Regions from separate parts of the Mus musculus genome. Here region 1 is linked to region 2. The links are chromatin contacts, called in public HiChIP or PLAC-seq maps. All regions are on one chromosome and are shown on one strand. Each heading gives the region's core, a stretch centred on a gene start, on an enhancer-like site or on the middle of the called end of the contact. The rest is flanking DNA. Distances are from core to core; before and after follow the strand shown. Region 1 overlaps Fchsd2 (FCH and double SH3 domains 2). Region 2 overlaps P2ry6 (pyrimidinergic receptor P2Y, G-protein coupled, 6).

The links. HiChIP or PLAC-seq counts read pairs in DNA pulled down with a chosen protein or histone mark.
Region 1: a contact with region 2 is called in an H3K27ac HiChIP or PLAC-seq map of trophoblast stem cells, with 6 times the contacts expected there. The contact joins two enhancer-like sites. A contact is called at or near these places in 4 of 39 promoter capture datasets (the 3T3-L1 cell line, the C10 cell line, HPC-7-derived erythroid cells and 1 more) and 3 of 115 datasets of contacts at active chromatin or transcription factors (embryonic stem cells, microglia and trophoblast stem cells).

Annotation. Positions count from the first base shown.
Region 1 is chr7:101,131,045-101,136,726 of GRCm38.p6, forward strand. The region is part of intron 2 of Fchsd2 (FCH and double SH3 domains 2); the gene reads left to right. Among named protein-coding and RNA genes, the nearest start is that of Fchsd2, 25 kb to the left of the region's middle. Within about 2 kb of position 2,502, at least 2 of the 459 cell types and tissues checked have an H3K27ac peak or open chromatin away from gene starts, as enhancers often do. A contact at or near this core is called in trophoblast stem cells, where this site is marked.
Region 2 is chr7:100,939,869-100,945,345 of GRCm38.p6, forward strand. P2ry6 (pyrimidinergic receptor P2Y, G-protein coupled, 6) reads right to left here. Exons shown (of 3, transcript NM_183168.2): 2 at 1-150. Among named protein-coding and RNA genes, the nearest start is that of Arhgef17, 10 kb to the left of the region's middle. Within about 2 kb of position 4,078, at least 140 of the 459 cell types and tissues checked have an H3K27ac peak or open chromatin away from gene starts, as enhancers often do. A contact at or near this core is called in trophoblast stem cells, where this site is marked.

The sequences.
Region 1 (5,682 bases), core at 1,252-3,751, 190 kb after region 2:
GAAAGTATTATTTGTCTTCTGATCTGCCCCTCTCCCCTTTTATTTAGAATGTTCTATTTATTTTCCTTCCTCTTTTTTTTTTAATATGGTGATTTTCCTCCCAAAACATTTCTTAGGATATCAGATATTGGTAGCCCACAGTGGTTACTGTTGTCCAACTGTATAGTAGTATTTTTTTATGAGCAGGGTTGAATTCGTGAGTTTTATTTCAGTGGGCTTGCATGCATATCTGTAATCCTAGTTTTTGGGAGGCTGAGTTAGGAAGATTGTGATTTCAAGGTCTGCCTGGACTATGTAGTAAGTTCCAGGACCTCCAGAGCCCTTTTCCTCAGCCTGCCAGTCATCTCATGAGGCTGTCCCCCTTCTCCTCAGCCTGCCATCTCACGAGGCTGTTGGCAGTGCAGATTCGAGTTGTTGCACCAGCAGTCACTTGCTGCCAGCGTGTGTGTAATTCCTAATTCAGTTCCGTCTCTGCTTCTTCAGAACACGAAGGAAACCCCTCTGCCAGCCCACAGTCCCACCTTCCTCGGAGACTTGAAGCTCATGTCCTAACTTTTCCTTTGTTACCCAGGTGTCTTTCATTTGAACACATTTTCTACTTCTATGTTGTATATCTTCTGGTTTTGTTGGAGATCATGTTAGCATCTGTCTTTTTAAAAGAGAGTATCTCAGCATGTAGCCTGGGTTGGCCTTAAAATTGTCAGAGTGCTGTCTCAGACGCCTGAGAGCTGGGGTTAGTATGAAACCACATGCCTGACTTTACATTTATGATTTGTTTTTTTGTTTTTATTTTCAATTACTTTTGGTGATTTCTGAGAAGGGTAGTATTCTGACTTTTTCTGTCATTTAATACTATATATAGTACTAAAATACACATTTTTGTTAGCATTTTCTGTATTTCATTAGTTAAAATGTTGAAACTAGATTACTTAATAAATTTGTAGTATTTACCATGTGCTGTTTGTTCCAAGTACTTTAAAAAAATAAACTAATTTAATTTTTATAATTCCGTGTTCTCTCTCATGGTAGTATACATTTGCTCTACTCCCCCAACCCTCTCTTTATGTAACCTAGACAGATCTGGAAATCTCTATGTAGCATAGGTAAGCTTTAAACTTAAGATACTTTTGTAGCCTCCTCAGTGCTGGGATTGTAGACATGAACCAAAACACAGCTTTATCCTCACATTTCATTGATAAGAAACTAAAATATAGTCAGGAAAATTAAGGAGATCTAAGACAAGTAGTTCCTACTTGTCTCTAGCATTTGTAGGCCTTTGGTTGGTGAATCCTTTCAAAGCAAGGTTCATAGCTCATTCTTTATGCTGGCATACTTTTTTTGTACTTTGTGCTTCAGAGTAGGTTGTTGTTTGTTTTGTTTATCTTACAAATTGAAACTTTGAGGTTCAATATGGCAGTTATGTCTATAGTTCAATCTACTTTGGGAAAGTCTGAGCCTATGAGTTTAAAGCTAGTCTTAGCAATGTTGTGAGAATTCATTCCCCCAAATAAAATAAGACACTGTAAAGTAAAAGTAAATTAAGTTAATGAAAGGTTTGTGATAACCTGCTGTAAATAAATCAGTTGGTACCATTTTTCTAGAGGCTTGTTACTTTGTATCTCAAGGTCAGATTTTGATAATTCTTGAAATAATTGACAACTTTTCCATTATTGCTTGTATATTGCTCTGAAGTCAGTGACCCCTCACATTACTATTATATTTGTTTTGTAATACCATGAACTGTACCCACATCAAATGGAGAATTTCATAACTATTGTATGTGTTCTGACTGCTCTGCTGATCATCTAATGCCATACCTTTTCATTTTCTGGACCTTCCTACTCCCAACTGTTATGGAAACCAGCCAGTTGAAGAGAGAGGTGCATTTGTTTCCCTTGGGGGCAAAAGCTAGAAATGATTAAGGTTAGTGGGGAAGGCATCTTGAAAGATATGCCTTTTGTACCTCGTTGTGACAAAAAAAAAAGTTGGAAAAGGAAATTTAAAATTGTTACTTCAGGGGTTACAAATGGTAGGAGACAGGGAAAGCACAAAAGCCTTTTTGCTTTAGAGAAAGTTTCTGTTGTTTGCTAGATCACACCAGCCACTGCATTATCCAAAGCCTTGTCCAGAGCCTACCCCTACTCCCTTCAAGTCTATGAACACTGGGAGAGGTGAAAAAACTGCAGAGGAAAATTTGAAGCCAGTTAGTTGGCTCATGACATTTAAGGAAAAAGCCATCTTTATGCTAGTAAAAGAAAAAGCATCAAAGGAAGCAACGAATTCTCATGGAGAAGCTGCAGTGTGTTATTCAGAAGGTAGTGCTAAGACCACTGAAGAAGGTAGCTGCACTGAATGACAGGATTTTGAGGTGAACAAAAAGCCTTCTATTGGAGGAATCTAGTACCTCCACAGCCATGCCTGCCTTTAAAGCTTCAGGGGAGGTCAGGCCAACTGCTGTGTAGGGGCTGTTGCAGATGGTGACTTTAAGTTGGAGTGAGTAATCACTTACTGTTCTAAAAGGCCTGGGGCCTTTAAGAATTACATTATATCTCTTCTGCCCTTTGTGGAGAGCTATAAGTAGAGCAACAAAAAGCATGCTTCATTGAGTATTTTAAGCTTCTGTTCAGATACATTGCTCAGAAAAAAAAAATTCTTTGAAAATATTACTGCTCAGATCTAGGTGTAGGTGTCTATATGTATTTACAGCACTTGTCAGGTAGAGGCAGTGGGGGGCGGGGAGTTTGAGGTCAGTCTGGACTACTTGACAAGACTTTATCTAACAAACAAGCAAACACCTGTGTCTCTATCCAAATGCGCATGTATGTGGATGGATGGATAAGTAGGTAGGTAGGTTTGCTCTGCTTGTTCACAGTATTCCTGGTCACCCAAGAGCTCTGAGGAATATAAACAACATTATACTTTTTTCACAATGCTAACATAGCATTCACTTTGCAGCTTATGCATTAGGGAGTAATTTTTATTTTCAGGGCTTCTGATTTACGGAATGCATTTTTAAAGGCCATATCTATTCTACCTCTGATAAATTTGAACAAAATAAAATCAATACTTTCTGTGAAGGATTCATAATCCTAGGCTTTCATTTTTTCCATTTTTAAATGTATTTTTCTCTCATATATTATACACTGACCACACTTTTCTATCTCTTCTCTCCTCCTTGTTCCCCCAACCCCCCAATACACTCCTCCTCTATCTCCCTTCAGAAAAGGGCAGGCCTTCCAGGAATATCAACTAAACATAGCATACCAGATTGCAGTAAAACTAGGCACCTCCCCTTGTATTAAGGTTGAACAAGGCAACCCAGTGGGAAGAAAAGGGACCTAGAAGCAGATAAGAGTCAGAGTCAGACCCTGCTTCCACTGTTAGGAGTCCTACCAGGAGACCGAGCTATACAACCATAACCTACGTAGAGTTAGGTCAGCCCCATGAAAGCTCCATGATAGGCAGTTCAGTCTTTGTGAGTCCTTGAGTCTATGTTAGTTGATTCTGTGGGTTTTCAACACTGATGTGACAAATTAATTTTTAAAAAGAAATTTCCAGTCAGCAACCATTACCCTGATCATATCTTCTCGTGTGCTAAGTAGAGCTTCTACCTCTGAGCTACATGCATAGTCTGTAAGATTCTCTATTCTAGATGCCATTAAGAACATCTGTATGAGGCTGGAGAAGGCCCAGATGTTAAAAGCATGGAGTGGTTCTCAATAAATGGGTTGTGACCCCTTTGAGGGTCCAGGAGTCACCAAAGATCCTCAGAAAACCAGATGTTTACATTATAATTCATAACAGTAGTAAAAATATAGTTATGAAGAAGCAACAAAAATAATTTTGTGGTTGGGGTTCCAAAAGGTGAGGAACTCTACTAAAGAGTCAAAACATTAGGAAAGGTTGAGAACCACTGTTGTAGGGGACTTAAGTTCAGTTCTCAGTACCCATATCAGGTGGCTCACAGCCTCCTGTAACTCCATGTCCATGAGGATCCAATACCTCTTGCTTCTGGGGGCAGGTGCATGTGTGCATGCATATACACATATGCCCCCCCCTCTTGTAAATAGAGATTTGTATCTGGGTGTGGTGGCACATGCTTGTAATTCCAACACTCAGGAAGTTGAGATAGAGAGGTGAAGAGTTTAAAGCCAGCATGGGCTACCAAGGGAGCATCCATTCAAAACAAAAAACCTAAAGAACATTCATGATTTAGGGAGGTCAGCTCTCAGGGCATTGTACATTCTAGACAAGTCCTCTCCTACTATACTACATCCCTAGCCCTTTTCATTTTATTTTGAAACAAGGTCTTGCTAACCTGGCCAGGCTAAGCTACCTTCCCAGGTGGCTAGGATTATAGGTATGTACTACCATACCTGGCTTATTTTGAAAGATTTGCTGTTTTAGTATTTAACTATTAAATTTAAAATATTCCACAGGTACAAAATAGTACACTAGTTATTGAGATTATTCCAAAAGTTCCTCAAAAGTTAAAGCAAAATTATCATATGCTCTAGCTGATCTGCTTACACATACATCTCAGTCCAGCGATGACTCAGTCGGTAAATCCTGATGAGGTAAGTCCAATCATCAGCATTTATGTGAAGGTGGAAGTAGGGAAACAATACAATGAAGTTGTTCTCTGACCTTTACATTGTGTTATAGCATTGGTGTAGCCACACATGTTATATACATATAATACATGTTTAATGTGTATGGATGCTATGGCAACACTATTTTTAATAGCTAACATCTGGTAATGACTCATGTCTATCACTAGGTCAAGGGATAAACAAAATGTGGTATAATATGATGGGATACTATTCAGTTAAAAATAGATGAAGCATTGATAGCATGTTACTTGGACAAATTTTTTTTTTTTAAGATTTATTTAATGTAAGTACACTGTAGCTGTCTTCAGACACACCAGAAGAGGGCATTAGGTCTTATTACAGATGGCTATGAGCCACCATGTGGTTGCTGAGAATTGAACTCAGGACCTCTGGAAGAGCAGTCAGTGCTCTTAACCGCTGAGCCATCTTCCAGCCCCTTGGACAAATCTTATAAGCTAAATGCGGTTGGGAGGATGGCTCAGTAAAGCATTCAAAAGCATGAGGACCTGAGTTCCATCTCTAGAAGACATGTAAAATTGTTGGGAGTAGTGGTACATGTAATTCCAGCCCTGGGGAAGTAGAGACAGGAGGATCCCTGGGCTTGCTGGCCAGCCATCATAGTTAAATGAGTGAACTTCAGGAGAATGAGAGATCCTATATTGAAATAGGTGGATACCTCAGGTTGTCCTTTGGCCTTCATATGTACCATGCTTGTGCATGTACACATGTAAATACACATATACACATTTTTTTTGAGTTTTCTGAGATAGGGTTTTTCTGTATAGCTATAGCTCTGGCTGTCGTGGAACTCACTTTGTAGACCAGGCTGGCCTCGAACTCAGAAATCCACCTGCCTCTGCCTCCCGAGTGCTGGGATTAAAGGTATGTGCCACCACGCCCGGCTCCATGCACACATTTTTAAAAATGTAAGCTAACTGAAAGAATCCAGGTACAAAAAGTCACATGTTATCTTATTCTTTTCATATGAAATATATAGACTAGGCAAATTTGTGGAGACAGAAATTTACATTAGTGATTACCAAGGGAACACAACACAGAATAGGAACAC
Region 2 (5,477 bases), core at 2,828-5,327:
GGCAGGTTGGGTCCAGGACAGAGAGCTCTGGTGGCTTTTAGTTTACCCCTGTGGACAGTGCACACACACGCAGAGCTCACGGAGGGAAGCACTGACGTCCTCAGTCTGAATTCCACCTTGGGAAGCCATGTTCTTTCAGTCACCGTTTATCTGTAAAACAGGAGAGGTGACTCAGGTGTTCCAGGGAACTTCCTTTTGGGGGGACTTAGGGGACTGGGATTGTGTGCAGGGTGGGGTGGGGTGAGAGGGTTGTGTGGATGGGGGTTGGAGTGTGTGGATGAGGGGTGGGGTGGAATTGTGTTGATGGAGTGGTAGTGGTCTTGAGTGGACGGAGGGTGGAGTTATATAGATTATGGTGGGGGTGGGCTTGTGTGGATGAGGGGTAGGGTTGTATCGATGGGGGGAGGGGAGGGACTGGAGCAGCTCAAGTCACTCGGCTACTGCTCCTGTACCTAAGCCGGGAGGCTCACAACTGCCTGTAACTCCAACTTCAGAGGATCTGATATCTGTGGTGTCCATGGCAACTGCACACATATGTGCATGCACAGGCACACATGCTGCAGATGTCTGCATCGTTAGGAGCACTGGCTGCTCTTTTAGAGGATCTAGGTTCAAGTCCCAGCACCCACATGACAACTCATAACTCTGTAACTCCAGAGGATCGGACACCCTCACACAGACATACAAGTAGGCAAAACACAGAATTAAAAAGAATAAAAATAAATTAAAAAAAAAAACAAACAAAAAACAAAAAAGGAGAGAAAGAAAAAGAGCCTGAGGTGTGTCCTGGTGGCCAGAGTAAAATTCCAGCTCTCAGGGGAACCAATCAGGAAGCAAGCTGGCCAAGCTTTACAGAGATGGGAACTCTGAGGTGAGGAGCCATAGGGCCAACATCAGTGAGTTAGAAACAAAGTCAGACCCAGAGCTCACCATCCACAGACACTGGATACAGAATCGCATGCATTCATCAGGGTCATTCGTTTGTGCCTTCTTTCTCTTGCTTTGACCTGCCTGTTAGACACACATAGGCCTAGCATGCGGGCAGAGACATTGTAAGCTTAGCTACGGTTTGCTAGTCTGAGGGACAGACAGAGTGAGCCACAGGATGGAAAGAACTCAGCAGAAAAAGTGTCTGCTGTTAAGGCAGCCTGAGTTCAACCCCTAGGGCCCAAATGGTGAAAGGAAAGAACCGACCCCTGCAAGCTGTCCTCTGACCTTCACGGGTACACTGTGGCAAGTGCTCTACACGCAGAATAAATGGATAGATAGACAGACAGACAGACACACACACACACAGACAGATAGATGTATGTCAATAAAGAAAGAAAAAGACCTTCTCCAGAGAAGGATGACTGGGTGGCTGAGGAGGGTTTTCATCAGTAGAGCAGAGGAAGGACACCCCAAGTGGGAATAGGGAATAGGTGGAAGGGGCCGAGTCCCTATCCTTCCTTAGGCAGGCCTGTGGCTGACTGACCACACTCCCCGAGAGAGTCTCTGCCTCCCCCTGGAAGTAACAAGAACTGCAGAAATGAGCTTTGAGTGGATCTCAGCCGTCATTGCCCCTCCCCCCCCATCTGCTCTGTCTCTGAGGCTGAGTGCTCCCACTCCTACAGGGGATGACTAGAGGAAGGGACCCCTCGACCCCAACCGTGGGTGACAGCTAATATTGACTACCTCATCTGCCATCCACTCTTGCACCCTAAGTCCTAGACCAGCTTCTCTCTGGACTATCTGCCTGCAATTGGAACCTTTTAAGAGATTCCTCTGCTCTTAGGGAAACACCTAAGTCTCTCTTCTGGTGTTCAAGGCCCCTGTCCAGACCTCTGGCTTTGCTTGAAGGCCCCCAAGTCCTCTCCACACGCCCCTTATCCTGCCCTTCCTCACTCATCACACTGTTCCCAACATGGTAGAGCCACTGGCCACTGAGACCCAGCCCCCTCTCTGACCTGTCCAGCTCTGCTGATCTTTTCACAAACACGTCCATAGTCTACTTCTGTTAGCCAGAACCTGAGCACCTCCAAATTTAAAACAGCACCAAGTTCATGAGCCCATCTTGATCCTCCCTTGAGTCCCCAGCTGAAGAGACCCCACCCAGCTTGCCAAACTGTCCAACCACTCTGTCCCACACCATATTGGCTCATTTCCTCAAGACACAGACACTCACATACAGCATCCCATCACCGTCCTGAGTTGATAGTTCCAAGTGTGTTGGGGCACTCAGGACACTCAGACTCGGAGCTGCCCATGCTCCTGTCCTCAGCCACACTGTAGCATCTCTGGCGTAGCTTTGGACAGTTTCCTCTGCTTCCTGGCGCTGCTAGCTCTGACTGAAATAGCCCTTGGATGGGGGGGCACTCCCTGTCACCCCCCACACCTTGGCTTGGCGGAAACAGCCTGGAGGAGCACAGAGCTGAACAAAAGTCATCCTTCCCAGAACTCCCTCTCTAGCCATGGGAGGAGGGGACATGGGCATGGGCAGACCCAGCGAGTGGCTTTCCACCCAGCTCTCCATCAGTGTTCTCATCTGTTGAATGTATAGGTGTGTTATCACAGTTCTTGGCCCTTCCCTTAGCTGTGACAGCTGAGCCACCAGGATTCCATTCACTTCTCTGAGTCTGTACTCCTATCCCAATCCTCCATCCATTTGGTAGGTCATCTACTGACATGCCTGTCTTCACCTCCCTCCAGGTGACAATCCACTTGGGTACTTCTTACCTAGATATTTTATTGCCCATACGTCCTTTTCACTACGCGCCCTTATTAAACACATACTGTGTGCCGTCAGCTCTCCCAACATTCCACTATTAGTGGTTGCTGTCCCTTCTACTTAAAGACCAAGGGTCATGAGGTTGGGGGTAGGGGTGGGCACATGAATGGGGCTTTATAGCTGTTGGGACAGCTAGAGGGTGAGAGGTGTGTTCTTCAGGGCAGAGGCAGCACTCAGAGGGGAAGATGACGGGGGCTTTGGTGTGAAGTCAGTGAGGCAAGGGGGTGGGGGCAGGGCACGCAGGGAACGAATGCCAAGCTGGTAAGTGGGGGCCGGGCTCATATCCTGCCTCTGCTCCCACTCCCATCTGTTTCTCTTAGCTGCTGTCTAGAATGTCACAGTTGCCACCTGCATGTTGAAATGCCACAGAGAGTGAGGACTCTTCCTACTCTGTCACTTGTAAAGGAGCCTTGTAGACTGTAGATGCCGTCTGTGCACTGAGCCTACCCCAAGCCCACTTTACAGGACAGGGAGCCGAAAATCTGAACCAAAGTGAGACCAGGCAGATTGAATTTCAGGCAGACATTTGGCCAGCTGTGTACAAATTGGGCACCTACGGTTTATTTGCGTATGAGCCAAGAAATCCAAGCAGCCACGGAGACCTGGCTTTCTTCCCAGTAGCTAGCTCCTGTGGTGTTCCCAGGACAGGCTCCGGTGGCACCAGGGTCTGTCCCAGGATTGATGCAACTTTGAAGGATTAAGGGAAGATGGGGTGCTGACCCTGGGGCAGGGCAAGACTTGGGTCAGACCTCTAAATGATTGTGGCTCCTCCAGGGACTGGAGTAGTCCCTGTAATGAGAGTCTGAAGCCATGAGATGGCGCTAGTGGACAGCTGAACTGGATGAGGCCACTGTGCCCATGCTTCAGGGGCCGCCTGCTAGTCTGGCACTGAGCAAGCCCAGGACATGCCCCTAGGCCTGTTCCTCTGGCCTTCCTCAGGATTCCTCCTACTTATCTATCCCTCTGTCTGAGTCTCACCCTCTCAATGCACTTACAACAGCCATTTGAGTGTCAGGCCAGACGTAGCACCCTGACACCAGGCATCCTCCACCCCTCTCTACTCTAGTTCCCTGGATATACCATCACCAAAAATACCACAGCCCTTTACCCCCACCAAGGGACAACCTACATTTGCTTCCTTCCCTCAGTCCAGGTGACAGCTATGGGTTCAGTTCTGCAGCATCGTCAACCGCATGAAGACATCAGGAAGAACTGTCTCACTGTTTCTGATGCTACTTAGGACGTAGGGTCTTTGTGTAACCCTTCATGTAGCCTGTAGGATAGAGGCAGGAGCTGAAAACTTGAGTCACCACCTACCGGGTAGTTCTCTGCAGCTGCTGGACCTGGGAAGAAACTTCCCAACCTTGGGCTGCCTGCCTGCCTGCCTGCCGGGAAACCAAGCTGGGAAATCCCCTGGCTGGACCCCTGGCCCATGAATTTAGCATGGAAGGCACAGGATCGAAGGGTCAAGATTTGGTTTCCTCCTTCTGAGTCAGGCTGAGACTCACCATCTGCCTGCTGTGTGGCTTAGGGCCAGCTTTCCACCTTCTCTGAACCTGAGAAACTTATGGTCGCTGTGTTCCCTTCCTTACAGAGACATCACGCCCTCTGTCCCAGGCATCACCCAGCCCTGCCCCTGTGTGTTATCCATCCTTGGTGCCCTAGAGCCACCTACATCTAGCTTGATCCCAGACCCTGGCACTCGGAGAACAGTGGGCAAGGGACAGAATCCCTGCTTGGACAGTTTAGGTCTCAGCAGGCTAGAGCTGGCAAAGCCAGCACGAGGCTGCAGGGAGGGCAGAGATCTGCTTTCTCTTCTCCCTTTTACTTCTTCTTCCCCCTCTGCTCAGCAGGGACCATGTGGAACTGAAAGCTTATTGTGAGTGTGAAGGAGAAGCTGCACACTGGGACTGGGGCCCTTTCATAGCCCTCCTCTGAGATTGATGCCCCCATCCAGTTCTTCCAATAAAGCCTGGCCCAGAGCTGTGTGGGAGGCACCTTGCCCTGTGCCTGGGCTCCAGGCTCTTCCACCCCTTCCTCTCCCACAGTAAGTGGAATATATACACTGCTTAATCATAAGGACTGCAGTTGGCTTCAGACCACTAGTGCCCCAGATCTGTCCATTGTCCAATAACCAGGCTCCAGGTCGTGGTTGGAAGAGAAGACTGAAGCCTAGCTTGTGGCCTGCCATGCAGGTAGACCTGGAGGAGCCCTCATTTTAGAGCCTTGCTCAATGGTTGAGAAGGAGAGGGGTTTCTGTTGGGCTTGCAAAGCTGGGAGGAGTGAGGCTGGAGTTGCCACAGCTGTCAGGACTGTGTGCCAGGCATGGTCCTGTGTCGCAGAGATATAAGCCCGAGAGAGGAGACTGCCAGAATCCAAGGGGGCAGAGTAGAGAGAGGAGCGCACAGGTCCCTGAGAACACTGTGGAGCTTCTGGATGCCGCCAAGCCTGAGACTTCAACCTCCCAATGGACTCCAGTGATGCCCACTGACAAGTTCTTGTTTTGCTTCAGTCCATTAACCGGTTTTCTATCCCTTGATATCAACCATCCAAAGCCAGACGTGGTGGTGAAGGCCTGTAAGCCTTACACCTGGGAGGTAGAACAGGGAAACTGGGAGTTCAAGGGCATCCTCAGCGACATAACAAGTTAGAAAGAGGAGCTGGGGATGTTGCTCTATTAGCGTATTTAATGTTCGCAAAACCCTGAGTC